Regions from separate parts of the Bos taurus genome. Here region 2 is linked to region 1. A link is a contact called in public Hi-C data. All regions are on one chromosome and are shown on one strand. Each heading gives the region's core, a stretch centred on a gene start, on an enhancer-like site or on the middle of the called end of the contact. The rest is flanking DNA. Distances are from core to core; before and after follow the strand shown.

The links. Hi-C and Micro-C count contacts between places; a contact is called where the count stands out from the background.
Region 2: a Hi-C map of liver shows a contact between it and region 1, with 4 times the contacts expected there. The contact joins the promoter of ZHX1 here to the enhancer-like site in region 1. A contact is called at or near these places in 2 of 11 Hi-C or Micro-C datasets (liver and skin fibroblasts).

Annotation. Positions count from the first base shown.
Region 1 is chr14:16,491,447-16,496,728 of ARS-UCD2.0, forward strand. It overlaps ATAD2 (ATPase family AAA domain containing 2), which reads left to right. Exons shown (of 28, transcript NM_001099020.3): 14 at 1,354-1,513; 15 at 2,341-2,431; 16 at 3,120-3,434; 17 at 3,761-3,893; 18 at 4,447-4,633. Among named protein-coding and RNA genes, the nearest start is that of ATAD2, 39 kb to the left of the region's middle. Within about 2 kb of position 2,910, at least 1 of the 102 cell types and tissues checked has an H3K27ac peak or open chromatin away from gene starts, as enhancers often do. A contact at or near this core is called in liver, where this site is marked.
Region 2 is chr14:16,532,073-16,537,354 of ARS-UCD2.0, forward strand. It overlaps ZHX1 (zinc fingers and homeoboxes 1), which reads left to right and starts at 2,363. Exons shown (of 4, transcript NM_001110095.1): 1 at 2,363-2,418.

The DNA.
Region 1 (5,282 bases), core at 1,660-4,159:
GGAGCAGTTTTCATTAGTGCCACTGCCTCAACTTGAATCTAAATTACTTTAGTCCTAGTTCATCTTCAGTTCTTCAGACCTTCTTCTTCAATGTAACTACTTAATTAATTTGGGATACCCAAAAGCAAATGTTTGCATGCCTTCATAATGCCAGTATTATTTTTACCATAGATGTTGTAAAAGAGGAACAAGATGTAAAAATATGAATGATATGTAGGTTTTGGCTCTTCTAATGCCTAACAACATTTACTGTATTATTATACCCTTCTTTGACTTGATGCTGTAGAATTTTATTTGTTGCTCTGAGTAAATTAAAATGTTTACTACTGTATGATTAAAAACAGTTGTGTGAGCTCATACCTACCAATAATGATGCACACTTTTTAAATGTGACTCATTTCGATATCAGCTATACTGTATTCATTGTGTTAATAGGAATAACACTAGCACCATCACTTTTCAGTCAAGCAGTTGAGTAACTACTGTAGTTTGGAATAATTCTAAAAGGGATTGAAGAAATTTCAGCAACAAATACAGAATAATTTTAGCAAGCACTTGGCCATTTCAAATATGTGTTTTTAAGAGAAATTTTATCGTACAAGTTTTTTGGGTTTTTTCCAAAGACTCAAAAAATTTTGGAGAAAAACGTTTTTGCTAAATTAAGCTTTTTTAGAAGTTAGCACACTGACCATGATTAAACTATATTCTGTGTCTTATTGTTTCTGATAATATTGTAGGATAATGTAAATAAGTAATTATGTGACTACATTAGAAAATAAGATTTTTAGCCCAAGAGAAAGGGGATGCAAATATAAAATAAGTTAAAACCCTTGGATCTTTATCTGAATTGGAATATCAGTATGAACTCATGATGAAATTTATTTTTGAAGAAAAAATAATTCCTGTCTCTGGACGCTAAAAAGACCTAGAAGCAATCACAGTCCAGTATATTCTGTTTTACTTTGGCATCCTTTGATAATGTGTACACAATGAAGTTTTTGAAGCTTTTTTTTTTTTAAGTTTCTGTTTATCTGCCTAATACTTGTGTGTATATATTTTTTATTGCATCCTTGTTTGAGAACTCCAGAGTTCTATGTGAAATTGTGCTTTATGAAATGGCTTCCAGGATCCATTTGTAGCATTCTAAAAAGTGTGTTTTCCATTGATTTTAAATGTCTGTGTGCCATGTAGTATGTTATTTTACAGATTTTCGTTTTTAATAGTCTATTGAAAATAGTGGGATGTGCTGAGAAAATTTATTCACACATTTAATGTATTAAATCGTCACAAAAAAAGAAGTGATGTATTCGGCTTCTATATAGTTAATCTCTTCTCTCTTATTTTTAAATTTAGTTCAATTGTTTCCACCTTGCTAGCTCTTATGGATGGATTGGACAGCAGAGGAGAAATTGTGGTCATTGGTGCTACCAACAGACTGGATTCTATTGATCCTGCTTTACGAAGGCCTGGTCGTTTTGACAGAGAATTCCTATTTAGCCTACCTGATAAAGATGTAAGAATTTAACATTACTCAAATTTTGACAAAATTGATTGTGCTTATCTTGAACAAGTCTTAGTATAGTGCAAACTGGAAGATTGAGTTTTGTACTGAGGCAAAGTTGTATGATTAACATTCAAGTAGGTATGTATGTATTTTTAGAGAGGCATTATTTAAAGAATAGAACTCAGATAATTTTTTATTTTATTTATTTCTTTATTATTTGGGGGAATGCATACCTTGTGGCATCTTAGTTCTCCAACCAGGATTTTAACCCAGGCTCATGACAGTGAAAGTGCCAAGTCCCAAACACTGGACCAGGGCATCTCTGGACGTGCACCTCCGCACCCGCCCCGCCACCCCAAGCACAGCCTTTGCTTGTTAGTCATATAGCTTTATTTTGATTCAGAACACATGGCCTAACAGTCAGTCCTTAGCCAGTTCATTAGACTTGACTTTTTCATGGATACAACCATATAATTCTACCCAGTTACTTTAAAGCTGCTGAATATTTTGAGAACCAAGTACGAAAATATGGGTAGAGCTGTCAGTACGCAACTGTTTTTAATATGTACAATAAACAATAATCCAGCAGTTAGTTAATTTTTCTCATTCACATTTGTGATGACTAGAACTTGAGCACTAAAAATGCAGTCTTATTTAATACAAATTTCTTAAGCTCATACAAATATATCATTTTTTTCCATTTTTAATGTTTCATATTTCTGTTTATATTAGGTATTGACAGCTTTACATTTTTAGATAACCCAATTATCTTAAAGTTACCCTAATCTAAATAGCACTATATTATTATAGAAAAATTAAATTGTTTTTGTTTGTAGGCTCGAAAAGAAATTCTAAAAATTCACACAAGGGATTGGAATCCTAAACCACTGGACATGTTTCTGGAAGAACTAGCAGAAAACTCTGTTGGTAAACATTGCTTTAAGTATTAAAAGAAATATTACATGCATTTCAAAGATGGAACAAGTTGTAGTTTTGCCAAGGTTTAAAGAAACCTTGTTTCTTGTTTAAAGAAATACAAAGTTAGATTTGTTTCTTATTTATAATTTGTGGCATGTTTTCTTATAAAGTCCTAGATACCATATAGAGGTGTTTAACATCTTGACTGTCAAAGAATTTGAGAATGAAGTTAGATCTTTTGCTGTTTACATTTTTCTAATTATCCTGTTAAGTATTCTACATAAGCTATTGCAGGTAACTCTTACATCAATCCTGTGAAGTAGGTAGCTTTATTCCTATTTTACAGATATAGAAATGGCTGAGAAAGCATAAATGATTCTCTAAAAAGATCACACATCTAGTAAATGACAAACTGGAATTTGATCCTGATTATCTGATTTCAAAACTCATGCTCTTGACCCCTGCGCTCTGCTTTTAGTGCTTGCGTATTTCACTCTCAAAAGTTGATTGATTTGTTAGGGGTTATTATCAATCATGTGAGTTCACTGAGGGGCTGAGAGACATTTTAGCCTTATTACTCCTAAATATTTTGCTACTATATTGCTAGGCTGATGTTTAGTTTTCTTTTAACCATTGTCTTGCTTAATATGGTGGTGATTTACTTTAATTTTTTTTCTTTTTTGGTTGCCTTGGATAGGATACTGTGGTGCAGATATCAAGTCAATATGCTCTGAAGCTGCTTTATGTGCTCTGCGTCGACGCTACCCACAGATCTATACCACTAGTGAGAAACTGCAATTGGATCTCTCTTCAATTAATATCTCAGCTAAGGATTTTGAGGTAGCTATGCAAAAGATGATACCAGCCTCCCAGAGAGCTGTGACGTCACCTGGGCAGGCACTGTCCACCATTGTGAAACCACTACTGCAGAGCACTGTTCACAAGATCCTAGAAGCCCTGCAGAGAGTGTTTCCACATGCGGAAACCAGGACAAACAAAGCGTTAGACTCCGGTATGAAACTTGATTGACTGTTTAGTTTTCATAGTCAGTAAAACTAAGTATTTTGTACATCTCAGTAATGTTTCTTTATGAAAGAGACTCTTGAAAGGAATTTGGTCATGCCTTTCCTAGATATCAAGGAAGTTTACTTCACAGATTTCCCTAGACTTCCTTTATTTTAGGTTTGAAGTGCATTTTAAAATTTACTTGTTATTTATATGTACACAAACTTTTTTGAAAAAAAATCTCATTGGGGTTGCTAACTGAAGCATTATGTGAAGATCCACTTTGTAATTGAGAAAAGCTACTAATGTACACTTTTTTTGCTTGCTTTACAGATATTTCTTGTCCTCTCTTAGAAAGTGACTTGGCATACAGTGATGATGATGTTCCATCGGTATATGAAAATGGACTTTCTCAAAAATCCTTTAATAAGGCAAAAGAAAATTTTAATTTTCTTCATTTGAATAGGTACATTTCCCTTGAAAATTTATATATATGTATATATATATTCATTTGGAGAAGGAAATGGCAACCCACTCCAGTATTCTTGCTTGGAGAATCCCAGGGACAGAGGAGCCTGTTGGGCTGCCATCTATGGGGTCGTGCAGAGTCAGACACAACTGATGCGACTTAGCAGCAGCAGCAGCATATGTATTCATTCTCATGTGAATTCCCTAAAACTAAATGAAATTATGCTTGAGAAGATAAAGGATGCCAGCTAATTTACTTTTTTAAAAATTAAAATATTAGAAAATATTTTGTTACAGTTGTCATGATGTTAGAAACTATAAAGTATTGTTTCTAAATACTTTTCTAAATACAGTTTTCTAAATACTTTCTAAATACAGTTTCTAAAAATCTGTAAAGTTCGATTATTTCCAAGAGCCACATGAATCATGCTGCTATGATTGACTGGCCATATTGTCAAAACTTTTGGCTTATAAAAGTTCATAATTGATAATTGGGAGAGAAATTTAAGCTTTTTTTCCCTAAAACATAGGTTATTACTCATTTCTTTCAGAAATGCTTGTTATCAACCTATGTCTTTTCGACCAAGAATGCTGATAGTGGGCGAACCAGGATTTGGGCAAGGTTCTCATTTAGCACCAGCTGTCATCCATGCTTTGGAAAAATTTACAGTGTACACTTTAGACATTCCTGTGCTTTTTGGAGTCAGTGCTACATCTCCTGAAGAAACATGTGCCCAGGTAATTCATTGTTGCCCAGACAAATAAGCTGTAAGGTGAAGTAGTCTTCCAGAGACAAAGTCTAGAATTGCTTCATTCTTTTTTATATTGTGTTTTTTGGTCTTTCTGATTTCTGACTTCATGTTTTCAAAACAGAACCATGCCTAACTGCTTAGTTATTAAAAAGTATGACTTTAAATCCTTTTCCACTTCTTAATTACTATGTGACTTAGGAAAGTTTATTAAGTCTTTCTGCCCCATTTTCCCCATTTGCAAAATGGAAAAATCAGTAGTTACATGATTGTTGTGAGAATTAAATGAGTGAAGTACTTAAAACAGTGATGGCTATGCAAAAAGTATGCAAATATTCTGCTGCTTCTTTTTTGCTATAGTTATATTAAAAGTTTGTAAAAGTGTTTTATGTATTTTTATATTTAACCTTGGTTGCCATAACAGAAAAGTCTTTTAGATTTCTTGAGCTGTTTTCTAATTGCTTGAAGCAATTATGTTTTTCTAAAAATGAAACTTTTATAAAAATATTCAAAAACAAGATGGTGGGATTGGGGGAAGCATTTTTTAGACTTAAGGGTTTTATATGACAGTTCTGGGAAGTTAAATTGTTCTAGATTTAAAACGCACACTGCTAATGTGCTGACTCTCTAAATGTATG
Region 2 (5,282 bases), core at 1,113-3,612, 40 kb after region 1:
AATAAAAACAAGTTACTCTGTGAACATGATCTCTAAACAGATTTATGTGGGTTGGCACAATCTGCTATGCTAAACATATAATTCATATTGCTTAGGTCTGCAACCAGTTTTTTCTTTTTTGAGTGATGATAACAGTCTTGCTTTGTACAAGGGTACCAAATAATTGGCAGCAATTCAGCTAAGGACACTGTTCTCAGCATTGAGCTATTGAAATTGTTTTCCTGGACAGAACTGCCCTCTGGGCATGGCCCTAAATTGGGAGAACTCTGGGCTGCTGGCACTGGGCAGTGAACCAGGCAGACAGCTTATAGAGAGAAGAAAGCGACTATAAATTGATGCTAAAGAAGAGGGGGAGGGGGAGGAGGAGTGGGAGAAAAGAGAGAAGGCAGAAAAAGGGAGGAAGAGAGAGAGGGAAAGAGGGAGAGAAAGGTAAAATTTATATTCATAAATTCATACCCTTGAAGGGGTCTCTTGATGTATTTCTCCTTGATCTTTCTGACTGCTCACCGTGCTTGATGTTTTTATCCTCAGCGTTTTTTGCTTAGTTACTAAACTGTAATCTCCTTGAAGACAGAAACGTTGCCTGACTCAGCTTTTCAGCTTCCACAGTGCCTGGCATACACTGGTACTCAAAAACCTAGTTGTTAAATGCTCAACAAAAGATGAATTTCCCTATCTGAAGCATTTCATTTCCTCAGATAAATCCTAAGCGTGTCTCGGGGGTCACAGTACTGCCCCCTAGGGGACGTATTGAAATTTTGTGGGGGCATGTTTTGTATTGTAGCTCTCATGCTGGTGCCAGGTTTTCCCACAGTGAAAAACATTTTCTGATTTTTATTGAAACTAGTATAATATTTAAAAATACATTCCTTTTGCTTATTTCATCTTTATATTATTAGACCATTACAGTGGTTTCTTGTACATAGTTTACTTGTCAATAAATTGAATTCCAGAAGAGTAATGTTAAATTTTTGTTTTGTTGCATACAGGGTGTGGACTATGGCTGATTGAATGCCTACTTTTACAAGATTAAGCTTTGCTTGCTTCTGCTTCCACAAGTTCTGGGGTTCTAAGACGAACCATATAAGTAAAAGGAAGCGGGTGTACATTGATTTCAACCATCAAGCTTTTGCTTTAAGCAGCTGCATGTTTTGGGATTAATGTGGCTCAGCGGAGCGCTGCTGTCAAAGCACAGAGGGTCTAGGACTGGGGTGGCGGCGGGGAATGAACACTAAGCCACCAGAGAGTTCTCACACGTCCTGGTCCGTGAATCTGAGCCGACTAGCTTGAGGGTGAGCCGTTTCTCTTTGCTTTGGTCTGTACTTTTCTCCATTTTAAAAATGATGTGGGGGGCGGAGGGAAGGAGGGAGGTGTGGAGGGGCCATTTTCCCCAAAGCCTGGGTCCCTCGCTGCGGGGCTGGTTCCCATTGAAGCTGTCGGGATTTGACGACCACAGCTTGAAAAGAAAGCCCTTCAGAAGAGTGACTCGTGAGAAGGCAAAGGAGGGCTTTCGAGAGCAGAGGGTGGCTTGGTCTTGAACGGCGGTTCCAAGTGAGGTTGAACCGAACTTTCGGTGTCCGACGGTGGAGGGGCGGCTTTTGGCCGAATAGGAGGCAAGTGGAGGCGGGGCGGCAATTGACAGGAGGTGGGGCTTCGGGCTAGAAATCAAGAAAGATCTCAGGAAGGCGGGGCTTCTATTGACAGTGGGTGGGGCTCCCGCCGAATGGGGTGGGGCTTGGGGTAATATTGCCACCAAATGGAGCTCATGATGACAAGGGGCGTTTCTCGCGATCCAGCGGTGACACTAGGAAGGCGGAGCGCCCAGAGGCGGGGCCACAACTGGCAGAAGGCGAGGCGCCTTCTGGATTGACCTGAATGAAGACCAGGCTTCTGCCAGTAGTAGGCGGAGCTATCACCGGCAAGGGAGCGGGGCCGCTTCAAGACCTGGAGAAGGCGGGGCTTCTGTTGACAGAGGGTGGAGCTTCCGTAGACGGGGGCGGGGCTTCTGTTGACAGAGGGGCGGGGCGGCTCCCTACCTCCCGCCGTGCGCCAATCCCGGGGGCAGAGACCTAGGTCGAACCCCAGGGGAGCAGCAGGGTCCCAGGGTAGAGAGCCAGGCGCGGAGCGGGGTGGGGGCGCGCGGAAGGCGCGCGCGCGGGAGGGCCCCGCCTCGGCCGGCTCTTCCCCTCCCCCCTCCCGCCTCCGGTCGGCTGCTGGGGCGCGCGCCTCGCCTCGCACCCCCACCCCCGACTCTCTGCGCTCTGCCGGGTCCGCCGCGCTGCCGAAGCCGTGAGCCGGCCCACCGAGCGGTTCCGGGTATAGGGTTCACAGGTCAGAGTTGACTCCCTGAAAAGTGCAGCCGGTTTGAAATGCAAGATGGCGGCGGCGGGGCTCTGAGAGGCGCGGCGGCCCCTGCAGGTAGCGGCCCGAGCGGGCTCCGCGACGAGCGGCCCAGGGAGTCCGGGGCTACGGGTGGGAACCAACAGAGCAGAGCTCGCGGCCGGCGAGGCGGGCCGGGAAGGCGAGCGGCACGCGGGCAGGACGGAGGAGGGCGGCCCCGGGGCAGAGCCCCCAGGGGGCTGAGCGCGCTCATCGCGACTGGTGGCAGGACGGACCGGCGCGGGGCGTCCGAGGGGCAAGGACCGGGCCTGCCTGGGCCGGGATCGCCGTCGGGGGACAGACCCCGAGCTTCCTCTGCGCTCTTGGGGTCTCTGCGGCTGTGGAAGGAGCTGGGGGTGGGCTTTGTAAGGGAAAATCTCAGCCCGCCTCCCTACGAGAGGACTGAGCAACTTGGGATTGTTGATGGGAGTGAGAACGGGGTCTCCTTAGAAGGGGGGCAGGCGCCGCAGGGATGGACTACCCCAGCAGTGTTGAGGATCCTAGGGGAGGGAGATCGGGAGTCCTGACCTGCTGGGGCATGTGGCTTCGTGGGGACTCAGTCTCCCTGAGAGGAGAGATTCTCTTGCTGGAGCTGAGCGCACTAGCATTGGGGTTGGAGCCCCCAAAAACCCTTTGGGGAGAGGCTGTACCCCACTTCAGGGAAGGCTGGGCACCCATTTCAGGGCAAGACTCAGAGTTGAGTCCTTAGCTCTATTATGTTTTGAAGAAGCCCTGGGACTTGAGAAGTTGATGAAAGAGAATGGAAATGTTATCCGTCCCTTTCAGGAGGGAGACTGGGAAGCTGACCAGGGACTACTTCGAGCCTTAGGGCCTGAAGGGAACAAGCTCCTGACCTTTGCGGGGAATGAGAGTCTAGGAAGGAGCTCTGAGAGGAAGGGGGTCAAACGGCAGGAAAGAAGAGCCCTGGGGGATGCCCTTTCCCTGTGTATTTACACCAAAGTTCTAGAGAAAGGGACTTAAAATTCTTTGTTCCAATACATCCCTCCCCGCCTCTCTGTGGGTAACAGTAAGGGAAAAGCAGAACCCCGAGAAGAAAAAGGCTCCGTTGCATATCCTTAGCTTAGGTTAGGGAAGGATCAAACTCTCTGGCAGGGCTTCAGTGAGAGATTCGGGATAGGAGGATTAAGAAGCGGGAAAGGGGATGGATAGAGGAGGGATGTGGGGAAGAGATTGGGCAGAGCGGGAATGCCACAGCGCTTTTCTGTCATCTCACCCCAGCTGTAAAGAAAAACAAGAAAAGGGGCTCATCTTTGCTGGGAGAAAACATGTCTGGAACACTACTGATAGAGAATTTGTATGTAACGTGTTTAAGTCGGGATTCCACGTAACTTGAAGAAGCAGTTCTTTTGGAGAGTGAGAGTTTATCTGAAAAGGGAAAATCACAGAATTGAGAAATAGAGTGGTTCCCAGTGAGGGAGGGAGAAGCAGCTTTATCCCAGGAACAGTGACTATTTGTTGGGTTGGAGTGTTTGTGTGTGCCTGACCTACAGGCACGCACCTTAAGATTCGTTAGTATTGGTCACTGTTTCTCAGTCTTTGTCTGAAAGCTTTAACTTACATTATATGGTGCTGTGTGAACTATCCTTGCTTCTGAAAAATTATCCTGAAAAAGTCGTTTGTTTTTATGCCAGTTGGTGAGGGTGACGGAATTTGGTTTTAACAGGGATATTGACCCTAGCACATTCTTAGATTAAAAAAAAAAAATGTCTTGAGTAGCAGTTCTGACTCTTGATTTTAAGCAAAAGAAATAAGTGCTGCCAGAAACAGTAATGTAGTGCTGCTGTAACAGGATGTAAAAGAAAAAAGGGCTTTCATGAGTATTTTTTCCTCTTAGTTTTCCCCCCCTTCCTCTAAGCATTTTAGGGCTAAGCAGACTGATTTTGTGCAAAGTAAGTTGTAAAAAACCTTGGGTCCTTTCATTATAGAATTGATAGTGTTTCATTTATCAGTAACTCTCTTTGTAGAGGAATCTCTTCAGATGGTTTCTTTAGTGATCAGGATTAAAATAAAAAAAAAATTTAAGACTTGGGTAACTGATGACAGCAATGATTCATAAAGATTTCTTGAACCATTCTAGTATTTTTAAAAGAGCTTTAACATCTTCAATAGAAATGTTTTTAAAAACACCTTTCAAGTATAAACTAGTTTAGAGCTGCACATTTAGAACATTATTATTCATGTGTGCTGTTCTTTGGTTTCCCCAAGGTGCACGTAGGTCTAGTTTTATATTCAGTTCTGAACAGATTAGACTGGGTGAACCAGAAAGGCATTGCTGCCAGATGGTTTCAAAATATGGTAAGGCTGAAAACATAAATGTTCCTGTGCTGGTGAGCTCTCCTTAGTAGACGTCACTCCAATCAAGTGAGTTGATTATTTCACTGGACTGGAGGACAGTTCATGAATGATGTCCAACTATTTCACCTTTAATGATACTTCTAAGTTCTTTTTTTCAATAAATGTGAATTAAGTTTTACAATTCTTTATGTTGTTTTGTTGTTATTGTTTTTTGGGGGGTTTACAATTCTTTTGTTAGTAGGTGAGGTGGCTCACTTTGAAGGTTTTTTTCCCTATTATATTTTACATTGAGAAAGGTGATATTATGACATACTATACATTTTCTTTCTTGTAATGTTAAATTGGCACAAAAATGTGATATTTGGGACCTAGTTTGCTTTCAGTTATTGCTTTATACTTAAACGGAAGTACTCCTAAAATTACTAAAATGATTCCAAGTGTAGCTTAGGAAATAACCTTTTTATGTACATTACAGCATTGTGGATTTGGATTCAAAAGACTTCTTATTTGAATATTAACAGTGTAGAAATTTCAGTGCCTAAGCTAGTTTTTAATCTAATCGTATTCAATGAATTCAGGGAGATGTC